2 separate regions of the Mus musculus genome follow, and region 1 is linked to region 2. A link is a contact called in public HiCAR-type data. All regions are on one chromosome and are shown on one strand. Each heading gives the region's core, a stretch centred on a gene start, on an enhancer-like site or on the middle of the called end of the contact. The rest is flanking DNA. Distances are from core to core; before and after follow the strand shown. Region 1 holds the start of Letm1 (leucine zipper-EF-hand containing transmembrane protein 1). Region 2 holds the start of Slc5a6 (solute carrier family 5 (sodium-dependent vitamin transporter), member 6).

Evidence for each region. HiCAR-type assays count read pairs that join an accessible place to other places.
Region 1: a contact with region 2 is called in a HiCAR-type map of astrocytes, with 4 times the contacts expected there. The contact joins the promoter of Letm1 here to the promoter of Slc5a6 in region 2. A contact is called at or near these places in 2 of 39 promoter capture datasets (liver and pre-B cells), 1 of 115 datasets of contacts at active chromatin or transcription factors (astrocytes) and 1 of 9 other capture datasets (liver).

What each region holds. Positions count from the first base shown.
Region 1 is chr5:33,781,367-33,784,066 of GRCm38.p6, forward strand. It overlaps Letm1 (leucine zipper-EF-hand containing transmembrane protein 1), which reads right to left and starts at 1,351. Exons shown (of 14, transcript NM_019694.2): 1 at 1,108-1,351. The coding sequence starts at 1,186.
Region 2 is chr5:31,046,716-31,049,415 of GRCm38.p6, forward strand. It overlaps Slc5a6 (solute carrier family 5 (sodium-dependent vitamin transporter), member 6), which reads right to left and starts at 1,364. Exons shown (of 18, transcript NM_001360022.1): 1 at 1,251-1,364; 2 at 915-1,084. Atraid (all-trans retinoic acid induced differentiation factor) reads left to right here and starts at 1,925. Exons shown (of 7, transcript NM_027855.4): 1 at 1,925-2,041. The coding sequence starts at 1,958.

The sequences.
Region 1 (2,700 bases), core at 101-2,600, 2.7 Mb after region 2:
AGTATGTCACACAAAAGTGAAGAAGAAGGTAAGTACTCAAGAATAAAGAACACTTTGATACAAAGTTGGCCTCAATTTATCCTCTAAGACTAAAAAGTCAGGATGTCCATCCTGTGCCTGTTGGCTCTGGGCACATCATTACAGGGAGAGCAGGGGCTTGCTACCCAGTAATGCTCTATTGTTCCACATCTAACCAGCTGACAGGAGTCTAACCACTGTCAGGGAAGCAGCATTTTTGTTCCAAGGGAACTGGGTTAACTAAAGAAAACATTCTTGTGCCTGGAATAATAACACACACACACAATATCAACTAATTTGAAAGCCATAAACATGCCAGAGAAATAAGAAAAGGCAGAAGTACATTATGGTATCCTGAACAAGTCAACAGGTAGACAGCGCTTATAGCAGAGACAGCTTGAAAAACCACACCAAACCCAGGGACACTCTGCTCTTTCCACGCATCCTAACTGGTTTTGCTGTTTGTTTTTAAGACTGGATCTTGTGCCCTGCCTGGCCTGAAATTTTAAATGGTCTGGAGTTCAGAGATTCACATGCCTCTGTTTCCAGGGTGCTGGGGGTAAAGGTGTGTGCCCCCATGCCTGGCTCCACACCATACCCGACTCTCCAATACTGTTAAGGTGACAAGAACTGTACTTCTACCAAGAAACCATAAGGTCTTGGGTCCCACTCTCACAGGCTGTTTCAACCTTACAAATAGGACACATATAAGTTTCCTTGGAAAGCACGGTCATCAGCCACCCCACCCCAGGGAGTGGCCCACTAAGCTGGCATCAACCACAACCCAATCTCCTTGTCCCAGAGTTCTGGCTTCCAAGCCTGAACTGGCCAAAGGGCAGGACAGGGCTCGATTCATCTTCGAGGGGAGCGGCAGGGAAGCCACGGCCCTAAGGAACTTTCTCAGCGCCTCGGTCGGCAGCAGTGACCTGCGGCGACCTGGGCAACTAAGGTCACAGGAAGCTGTCCAGCACAAGCGGCTCAGAGCGGCCCGGTGCTTGTCATTGCCGCGCTGCCTCGGGGCACGGAAGGGGGCGTCCCGCGCTGGCTCCCGGTCGCCCACAACAGGTCGTTTGCGCAGCACCAGCTTACCCCGCGGGGAGGCGGCCCGAGGTGGCGCGAGGCGGGCAGGCCCCCGGCCCCGGCAGCTCCTGAGCAAGATGGACGCCATGCGCCCGCCGCGGCGGCGTTCTATAGCTGCCTCAGCTTCCTCGGCGGATCTTGGCCGTCCCGGCGCCTGGGCCCAGCCCGCGCGGACGGTTGACGGCAGAGGTTGGCTCCGGCAGCAAGCGCTCAGCTCAAGGACCCGGCATCCGCAGCGGCCATGTCCCGGCACAAACGTCCGTAGGCGCGGGGCGGAACAGGCCTGGCCGGCACGGCTCCCATTGGCCCTGCGGCACCCGCCCTGGCCAGGTGAGGGGCGAGCCCGCCCAACAGACTACAAGGCCCAGCGTGCATCCGGGAGGCTTGCCTCTCCCGACTACAAGTCCCAGCGTGCGCCGAGTCTTGGGTTTTCTTGATGAGCTCAGATCTATCTGGAGTTCCTCTTGCATCTTAGCAGTGCCTAGCTTCTGATTTGGGGCTGCGGGCACAGAGGCGGCAAAAGAACTGGCATCTATTTTCATAACTACTAAGCCCTATATTATACTAGCCCATAGCAGATGGCTCATGGGACTTTAAGGAAGGGTGGTGGGTAGGGAACATAACTCTGCGAGGCTGTTAATTGGTCCCACCTCCTTGCTTCGCGTCAGGACGAGCAACCTTAGTAGTGGGCTGCACTCCTGGCAGGTCCCCTCTATGGTAGCTCACAGCCACCCCTGCCCACTCCAAAATAGACCTGGCAGCATCCTCTTCTTTAAAGGGTGGTGGCTGGAATGGCAGGCTTCAGGATTGTGGAAACCCAGGACTATACACACTCTGGTGCTCCAGAGCAGCCACCCTCTCCACAGATCTGTATCCCGACCCAGGGACACCAGACCGTTCCTGGAGACTTCCCTCACTGCTTTCCACCTCCTGCCTTTGTGGAATGCCTTTTCCGTTCCTTCTACGTTCCTGTGGGAGTGAACTCAGAATAGTAGGTGAAGATCTTCAGTATGAGGTTAATGCATTTTTTTTTTTTCTGATGAACAGGTGCTCAAGTCCTAATTCCAGCTGGCTCCCAGCGAGGACGCTTCACTAGTATCCCAGCACAGCCCATTGGGAAGAAGTAACCTATCTGGTCATTTTCTGAATCAGAACCTAAAAGCTGGGCCAGTGTAGGCCAGAATCCCTATCTCAGGACTCAGGTGGCAGAGAATCTCCTAAGACGTTTGGAACCTCTCTTGTGCACACGGTAATGTACATTGTGGGCATCAGATACAGAATTAAGTCAAGTGTAGGGATTCCCTGAAAGGGCTGATGACCTAAACCAAAGAACTGAAGTTTCTTAGCCAAGCTGAGAAACTTCCACCAATAAGAACACTTGCCTGACCAAAGAGGAGGAGGAGGAGGAAAGCAAAGCCAAGCCAAAGTAGTAATGACAACTGAGGAATACCGAATGGCTGAGAAGCACCTAAAGAAATGTTCAACATCCTTAATCATCAGGGAAATGCAAATCAAAACAACCCTGAGATTCCACCTTACACCAGTCAGAATGGATAAGATCAAAACCTCAGGTGACAGCAGATGCTGGTGAGGGTGTGGAGA
Region 2 (2,700 bases), core at 114-2,613:
AGAGTTCAAGGCCTACCTTGTCTACAAAGTGAATACCAGGACAGCCATATCTGTAGAAATACGGTCTTGAAAAAACAAAACAAGCCGGGCATGGTGGCACACGCCTTTAATCCCAGCACTTGGGAGGCAGAGGAAGGCGAATTTCTGAGTTCGAGGCCAGCCTGGTCTACAGAGTGAGTTCCAGGACAGCCAGGGCTACACGGAGAAACCCTGTCTCAAAAACAAAAACAAAACAAAAAATAAAGAAAAAACCCTTCTAGACCAATCCTAGCACACAGGGGGCAGACAGGTGGATCTCTATGAGTTCCAGGCCAACCAAAGCTACACGGTCTCAAAATAAAACACCAAGTGGTCGGGTAGTACCGATTTGGTTCCTCTGCTTCTAGAGTTTCCTGATTAATTATCTGCGTTGAGAAACCACGAAGCCTCTGGGATAGAGGAAGAAGAGGTAAGCAGACAGGAAAACGCCAAGCCAGCAGTAACACAACTTTCATACGATCCAATTCTAGGAAAAGAACAGTGGCTTTCTACAAACTCCACTGATTCACAACAGTGGACATGTCTTTTAAAAAGGTCTCACATTGCATGGGACTTATCTGCAATGAAAGGTATTGAGGTTTGTGGGTTCATTTCTTTCAGTACTGGGGACAAGACTTAACTAGGAATGCCAGAGCTAAGTCCTCACCCTCTTCCCCCTTTGAAATATAAGGGAACACCTGCAGGGCCAACTGTCACCAATATCTAGGGCTTAATATTCCTCAAGATCTGAATGGCCTTTCTCATTAAAACAAGATATCCCACCAGCTAAATGTATTGATAAATGCAAATTCAGGATTTCCAGGCAGATACCTGGAGCCTGTGGAATGGAAGCATTGGCAGGCTAATTGAGATGAGCTCTAATTGTCTCTAGTTACCTTTTGAGGAGTCGTCACCCAGAGCAATAGCTGTCCCCTTAGGTGTGATGGGTCTCTCCCAGCGCCCTTCCAGTCAGACCTGCTGCTGTTCTGCTTGCCTTGCGTCGGTGGTTCGGCCAGGGCTACCAAAGTTCCTACGTTCTTTCCGAAACCAGCATTGGTTTTTCCCCCTTGGCAAGGCAAAGAACATGAGTTAAGGAAGCGTCTTTCCCGCTTCGCGTCCTTGCCCGGGCTGCAGAACACTACGCAACATTAAGGTGAAGGGTTCCCAGGCTCGTGTTCTCTTGCCAGCGTTTGCCCTTCGCCCTCCGATCTTCACTCCTCCATCACCCTTACCCTCTCTCGGCTCAGCTTTCCCCTTCTCTCCGCACGTGGCGAACCCACGACTTTGCACTAGTATTTAAGACCTTCCCCAAAGCCCACACCGAGAGGCTCACCCCGCCCCGCCCCTTCCAGTCCCGCCTCCAGGCGACTGAACTCAGTCTCTCCGGCCCTGCCCAATCCCCGCCTCGCCCGGCCCATCCTACACCCGCCCTGCCCACCTTTGAGATCTCCACATGAGGGCAGCTGGCCCGCAGGCCAGCCCGGCCCGGCTCGGCTCGGCTCGCACCTCCTGACTTGGTGACAGCGGGACAGCAGGACCCCGCCCCCTACCCCCGCCCTCCCGGGTCCCAGCGCCGCCATGTTTACTAAGGGCGGATGGAGCTGCCCGGGCGTCCGCACCGGGCTGAGGGTCATGCAGTAGCTCAAGGCAACTAAGCGCTAACTGGACAGGCCTGCGCTCCAGGAAGAATGGAGAGATGGTGGGTCTGTCCACCGCGAGCAAGCGCAGGACAGGAGCTCAGAATTCCGCGAGCAGCCCGAACCTGCGGGCAAATTACGCCTCGGGCTCCACGGCTCGTGCCCCGGGCGGACCAGGCCACGCCCCAGAGTGACAGGATTTGGAAGCTAAGCCTCGCCTCAAGGCTGGCGCGTGACACGCTGGGGGCGGAGCCTCGCGCTCGGTTCTCGCGAGCTGTCAAGACGGTGGAAAGCAGTGGGAAATGGCGTCTCGGGAGTCAGGCGGCTCTCGGGCGGCCGCCCTGCTCCTGGTTCTGGGCGTGGAGAGGGCCCTGGCTCTACCTGAGGTACAGAAGAAAGTTTGAGATCTGGCTGAAGAAGGTTGCTGGCCGTCAGCCCGGAATCCAGCTCGCCCGCCGGTGTCTGTCCCTTTGGCCAGTCGGAAGCTCAGATTTTTGTCCCTGAAGCTTCCCCGGGCCCTGTGCCTGCGGGGATGGTGTTGTCCAGTACTCACGTAGTGCAGGCCACTAGCACCTTCGCCCTGCCCACATTCAGAGTCCTTTGAAATTTGATCTCCTTGCTTTTGAATAATTTTAAATAGTGCTTCCCAGACGAGTCCCAGGGTTCTTCTGCCAGCTCTCCTTGCACGAATGCTGTGCGTGGTGCAATGGCACGACTATCTATCTATCTATCTATCTATCTATCTATCTATCTATCTATCTATCTATCTATCTATCTATCTATCTAAATATATAGTGATGCTTGAGTACGCTGTGTACCTGCAGCCCTTTAACACTTGCCAAACCATGCCTGTCAGGTGGAGAAGTCTCTGGAGAGGACACAGTATAGTCAAGTAATAATGCACAAACACGAGGATCTTCTCTCGTACAGTGCGCTGATTTGGTGCGGGGGTTTTAAGGGAAAAAAATGGGTTCTGTTTACAAAAGGCACTTTTCCGCTTTGCATTATGGGAATTCTGGAAAGGCTACTGACTTGTTCTTTTTTT